Linked DNA regions of Bos taurus: region 2 is linked to region 1. Evidence: chromatin contacts called from public Hi-C data. All regions are on one chromosome and are shown on one strand. The core of a region is the stretch at or near the end of the contact, and the rest is flanking DNA. Distances in the headings are between cores, read along the strand shown.

The links. A called contact is a pair of places that touch in the nucleus more often than the background predicts.
Region 2: a Hi-C map of skeletal muscle shows a contact between it and region 1, with 4 times the contacts expected there. The contact joins the promoter of ENDOU here to the enhancer-like site in region 1. A contact is called at or near these places in 3 of 11 Hi-C or Micro-C datasets (liver, skeletal muscle and an unstated tissue).

The regions. Positions count from the first base shown.
Region 1 is chr5:32,442,243-32,445,561 of ARS-UCD2.0, reverse strand. No RefSeq gene overlaps it. Among named protein-coding and RNA genes, the nearest start is that of HDAC7, 24 kb to the left of the region's middle. Within about 2 kb of position 1,666, at least 17 of the 102 cell types and tissues checked have an H3K27ac peak or open chromatin away from gene starts, as enhancers often do. A contact at or near this core is called in liver and skeletal muscle, where this site is marked.
Region 2 is chr5:32,561,507-32,564,825 of ARS-UCD2.0, reverse strand. ENDOU (endonuclease, poly(U) specific) reads right to left here and starts at 1,593. Exons shown (of 10, transcript NM_001102090.1): 1 at 1,474-1,593. The coding sequence starts at 1,528.

The DNA of each region.
Region 1 (3,319 bases), core at 417-2,916:
TCTTGCCTGGAGAATCCCATGGACAGAAGAGCCTGGCGGGCTACAGTCCATAGAGCTGCAGAGTCAGACACGACTAAAGCGACTGAGCACTCACGCAGGCGTTCTTTACTTTTAATGGCCCAAAGACCAAAACATTTGAAAAGAGCTGATGTGGAAGCAGCCTGTCGAGCCATGGTCACCGCTGCAAGTGGTTGAATGTGACCTTAGCTAGTCTCACAGTCTGGACAGCGACATGTGCTCCTGGATCACTGTGGGCTGTGCACTCCACCAAGGGAGCACGGGTCCAGTGAACACCAAGGTGAGTGAGTAGAGACTGTGACACAACAAATACACGGAGCAAACCTGATTCTTGCGGCTCATTGGGATTCCCCTCTGGACAGGATCCACTTAGGTCCAGAGAATACTGACTTTAGTTATGGGGTGGATAATATGTGTATCGGAGAAGGCAATGGCACCCCACTCCAGTACTCTTGCCTGGAAAATCCCATGGACGGAGGAGCCTGGTAGGCTGCAGTCCATGGGGTCGCTAAGAGTTGGACAGGACTGAGAGACTTCACTTTCACTTTTCACTTTCATGCACTGGAGAAGGAAATGGCAACCCCCTCCAGTGTTCTTGCCTGGAGAATCCCAGGGACGGGGGAGCCTGGTGGGCTGCCGTCTATGGTGTCGCACAGAGTCGGACACGACTGAAGCGACTTAGCAATATGTGTATAGTGAGGTCACTGGGGAAGCGAAGCTGGTAAAGAAAGACCATAATTGAAAGAAGCTGGGAACAGTATTAACTAGAGTTCCCGGTTTTTTGAATTTCTGTGCCTACCTTCCCATCTCTTTCCCACAATTTTCTCTCCAGCGGAGCGGTTTCAATTCAGGCCTATTTGGCTTATTAAGTTGCACACCTGCCCCCTGGTGGCCGAATGGAGCAATGACGCCTTCTCCCCTCGCCGGTAGATTTTCATGGAGCAGGAACTATGGCTTCCAAAGGCTGAGATCAGCATGGCGGAGTCAGCCAGATCCCTCCGGAGCTACTCCAGAGAGCGTAGCAGGGATCAATCGTTAGAGGGCTGGAGCGGTGTCAACGTCCAGTGAAAACTTGTTTGACCATCCCTTCACTCTGCAAGTTAATAATGATGCTGGCAGCATTTATGATAAGAGCTTTTCACAGATTGTATCACAACAATGAACTATAAGTGGGTACTATTATTGTTGCATTGTATTGATGAAGATTCTGAGACTCAAAAACATTAACTCACTTGCCCAAGGTCACACAGATAGCCATTGGCAGAGCCAAGACAAGGACCCATCAGTTTATGCCATTAAGTGTTTGGCTTCTGCTTGTGCTCCTGACAATGGCCTGTTTGCAGGTCTGTCTTCTTCCAGTGGATTGTGCCTTTCTTGGGGTGCAGCAGCTGTCCTATTCATTGCTGTATCCCCAGCACTGAGGCCAGGACTGGGTTTGTGCTGAGAGACACTGCAAGGACTGCACAACCAAGCTGGACCTTAGGGGGAACCGGGGGCCAGCAGGGAAGGTGCTCAGAGGCTCCAGACAATAGGGGTCAGGCACCTTCACAGAGATAAAAGGCGAGAGCAGGATATAGGGGGAGAGAAGGGAGTGGGGAGAGTGGCCAGGCAAATAGCCCAAACCTGTCCCGGTAGGGCAGTAGCACCACCTAGTGGTGGAACTCAACGTGACTTCGGGGCGGGGAAAACACTAGCCAGTCCAAAGCTCAGAAGAAGCTGGGAACAGTCCCCCCTGGAGGGAGCCCCGGGAACTGTTGCTGCCCACTCCCTAGAGCCAAAAAGAAGGGCCTGGAAGCGTGCTGGTCTTTCCGTAAGGCTTCAGGTTGTACAAAATGTGAAGAAACAACCCCCAATCCTTACCTAGTCTTGGCTGAAAAGAGGACACATGAAGTTCACACTCTTTTCTGGAGGGAAGCCTGCATCCAGTGACCAGGAATGTAAAAGCCAGCTCCCTCACCTCAGCTTGGGGCAATCTGAAGGGCCATCCCCATCTCTCAGAGCCTCCGTGAGGGCTGGTGGAGACCTCTGTGGAGACTGCACCGCAGCCCAGTTTCTCCCTCCACCCGATTCCACTTTCTTCCCTGCCACCCACAATGATGATCTTGTGACTACTCCGCGGTGAGCTCCCTGCACTTTAATCTACATTTGAGTTGGCTTCCCCAGAACCCAACGTGCAGCAGCACTGTCTCCTGAGTCACACACGGTGTGTCTCAGTGTATAAATTCCAAGCAGCTGTCTGGACCAGTGACCACCCCCATCCCTACCCCCAGTCTCTGCTCCACATCCTGCTATGCTTGCTGGTCAGCTGGAGCACCACTGCCCTCCAGGAGCCTCACAGACATCATGCCTACAGTGAGTGCCAGTTGGCATGAAGAGGCCTTCCCTTGGTCACACTGGGATGTCACACATCACCCTTGTCCCCTGCAGGGCCACGGGGCAGGCAGACAGACCCGAAGTGCATAGACAGCCTCCAGGGAACCTCAGTAGCAGCCAGAGACCCTGATCACCCCAGGCAAGCCCTCCCTGTCTGCTGGTCCCCAGAACTGAGGTAATCGGTATGTCCTGGCACAGTGCTGACCCATTTATGCCACATGAAGCTCTGAGCCTATCAGCTTTGTGATCTGTGAGATGCTTCTTACTAACATTTCTTCTGAGGAGCGGATGTATTCACAGCAGTCCCATTACAACGTTGCTTGATGTAAAGGGAGGATGTTCCCTAAGTAGCCTCTGGTGGTGGTGGTTTAGTTGCTCAGCTGTGTCCAACTCTTGTGTCCATGGGATTTTCCAGGCAAGAATACTGGAGTGGGCTGCTATTTCCTTCTCCAGGGAGTATCTTCCTGATCTGGGGATTGAACCCATGTCTCCTCCATTGCAGGCAGATTTTTACCACTTAGCTACCAGGGAAGCATTTGACACCTCTATATGGTGTCAAATACTTAGTGGCCATCTGACTGACAGATGGACAGAAACGTACCATCCATGAACAGGATGCATTGTGTAGACCAACCCTGTCCAACAGAACTTCCTGCAAAGAGGGAAATGGTCTGTCCATTCCCATAGGCCTGAGGCTACTGGGCACTAAGAATATGGTGAGTGCAGCTGAAGAGCTAAATGTTTACTTTTATTTAATTTTAATTTAAATAGTCACTTGCAGTTACCTTATTGAACAACACAGATGCGGACCCAAGGCCTGGAACATGAAAACTAAAAATCACTTTCTCCCAACTGGATGCATTCCTCTCTGTTTACCTGGAAAAGTTGATTGTAACACAAAGCCTTGGAGATCTTGTGTTCCTCTGGA
Region 2 (3,319 bases), core at 344-2,843, 120 kb before region 1:
CACTGTTGCGTCTGCCCTCAGGAATACCCCCCAGGGACCAAATGTCTCCAGTTGCTCTCATCTCCTGCGACTGGGATGCCCCAACCCCAGGGCCACTGCTTCACACTAACCCTGAAGCTCTACACCCTCCCTCCGTCTCTAGCACGAGCTCTGCACCAGCCGGGCTGGCTGCTCTGCCATGTGTGCGGGAGTGGAGGTACAGCATCCCAGCCAGTGGGGAGGCCTGGGAAAGACTTCCCCCTCCAAAGTCTTTTCATTTAGTTTATTTGGTGGTCTCCTTACCCAAAACCTCGTGGGAAATGATTCCAAGACTAAATTCTGTATTTATATAAATTATTTTATGTAAATAAGTATTTATTATATCATATTAATATGATTAATATACTATATTATAATACAGGTAAGTATACATGATTTTATATGTATTTACATTACAGGTTTCCCTGGTGGCTCAGGGGTAAAGAATCTGCCTGCCAGTGCAGGAGACTCAGGTTCAATCCCTGGGTCAGGAAGATCCCCTGGAGAAGGAAGTAGCACCCAGCTCCGGTATTCTTGCCTGAGAAATCCCATGGAGAGAGGAGCCTGGTGGCCTACAGTCCATGAGGTCACAAAGAATCAGGTACGACTGAGTGACTAAATGACAATTTATAATCACAATCATAATCAAAGACCCAATTCTTTGAGATATCATTCCATGTAGGGTGCTTCTGATATATTATCTTATTTAATCCTTATGACAGTCCTGTGTAGGAACACCCTGGTGGGGTGCAATGGGTATCAAGCTCGGATTCTTTCTCCTCTGGGCAGAGGAGGCTTCCCACCACACCCCTCAGCTCAGCCCCCTCCCTTGGCACTCTCCCTGCTCACCCAGTAACCACCAGTTAACACAGCAGCATCAGCACCTGTCCCCTACCGAACAGGAACGTGTTCCCATCCTCAACACTGGTCCCATCCCTGCACCACTAGTACCTGGACTAGTGCCTGGACCTTTCTCCACTTTAGGTCCTCTACCAGGGATGAAATGGAGTCCTCTGACCACGTGGCCTGCCTCCTGGTCAGAGGCTCTATCCCTGGAGCCTGCCCACCGACTAAGGCTTCGTAGGGAAAAGTCCCACCCAGACAACTCACCCCTCACCCAGGTAGCAGAGGAAGTGACCAAGGGTGGCCAGGCCACGCAAACCTAGCCAGTCACAGTCCAGCTTCACACCATATGGTGGCCTTGAAAAACAAAACCTTGGTGAAATCAAGTCAAGCTGGACCAGGGTTGTTTGAGGCTCATCTTCTAAGGTGTCCCTGGCCCATCAGTCTAGTAGCTCCCTTCACACAGCCCATCTACTCCAGAGGCAACTCCTGCCTCACACCAAGGCTTTTGGACAGAGCTGGCCCTCCTTTATCTCACGACCCTCACGCTGTCCCTCCCAGGTCCCCCAGCTCTCTGCAGGACCCCTGTCATCCCCACCAGCAGTGACTTACCGGCCCAGGCCAGGCCACAGAGAATGGCCACTGTCAGGGGGACACAGGCCCTCATGGTGTCCAGTCGGAGGCCAGAAGGAGATGGCTGGTGGACTCTGACTAGCGTCCACGTGAATGTCACCGTTCTCAGGTGAGCCTTCTGGCCCAGGCTGGTCCTTTTAAAGACATCAGATCTCGTGGATCTGGTGCTTCCAGATCCTTTCAGGAAGGAAAAAAAGGGAGGGAGGGACTCCAGATGGAAGGAGGCGGGGAGGGGGTGGGGCCTGACAGCTGTTTGAAGCCAGAGGCAAGGTGACTAAGGAGGCAGGTAACGCCAGATGTTTAGAACAGGTAATGCTAGCTGTTCGTAGCTTAGAAAATAGGCCATGCAAGCAGGCACAGCAACTCGGGCCTAGTTTGGGGGGGTTCTCTGTCCAGGTGAGGAGAACTCATGGGCTTGTCTCTGGGTGATATCTTCTAAACATCCACCTACCTGAAAGCCAAGGGTCTGACCTTCCAAGGGGCTATGACTGGCTCCATCTTTGAACTCCAGGTGCTCAGCTTGAGGAATATAGTGAAAAGATCATTATGTGTTAGACAAATAGTAAGTGCTTAAGCAAGCTTTGGGCTTCCCTCGTAGCTCAGTGGATAAAGAATCTGCCTGCAATGCAGGAGATCTGGGTTCGATTCCTGGGTTGGAAAGATCCCCTGGAGAAAGAAATGGCAACCCACTCCAGTATTCTTGCCTAGAGAATCCCATAGACAGAGGAACCTGGTAGGCTACAGTCCATGGGGTCGCAAGAGTCAGACACGACTTAGCAATTACACCACCACCACCAAGCAAGGTTTGGGGCACCGGAAGGAGTGATCTAGGAGACATGGGTCAGAAACAAGTGCTGCTTTTACTACATCAAGCTGCACATAGCTACCTCATCCTTGAAATATCATGCAAATGGGCCTCTACTCTTACTGAGTCAGCATCTCAGGTTTTACCTGTTTTAGGTTCTCCCAAGCTCCAGGCTTATGAGGCTGGGGAGGGCAAGAGGCCTCTTAAAGGCTGCAGAAGGACCATCCTTCCCCTCCTCCTTCATCCTCATCCCCGTTACATTCCTCTCCCCCACGGACCGACCCCGCAAGACACAAGGCCCTCAGGACTCCCATCATCCCAGGCCCAAGGGCAGAGATGCAGCAACAAAGAGCTTCCAAGTTCTCCCCTCCTAATAAAGGTAAAATCTTCTAAGTAAAATGCCCTTTCCAGAAAGAGCCCTGCATGGAGATTCTCAGCTATCTCAAAAAAGAAAAGTCTCATAGGAAAAGCCAAAACTGATGAACAGTTGAGACCACACTGTAGTAATTTTTCTTGGGGTAGAGTCAAGGCAAGCACATCCTCCTCAACAAGTGCTTTTTAACAGTGGAAACTTCCTCTCAACTTCAATTTTCCTATCTTTGAAACAACGACGGGGTTATAGCTAACGATCCCTTCTAAGTTCTCAGATTCTAATTTTCAAGCTTCCTGCCCATGCCCTGGGGTGGGCAGCTGCAGTGAGTTAAGGAGAATCCCCCAAACCTCCCTGTGAGGAGATGAGACCAAACCGTGGACCCTTGGGGATGGAGCAGGCAGCCTGGGGCAAGCCACTTTGTAAGGGACTTGCGCCAGGAACATAATAAGGAGTAAGCCTCGCCCTTCTCTCCAGGAAGCCCAGTTAAAGAGACTAGGAGTCCTTTATTTGCATAAATGTTGTTTGTACAACCAGACGGCTTTGGCCAGCCAAAGTACTCGCCCTCCTGGACTGGCAACACAGGGACATAGACACCAGTTAGTTTACGGATTAAAGGAGAGAGTCCCTGGCTGGGAGGAAGCAATGAA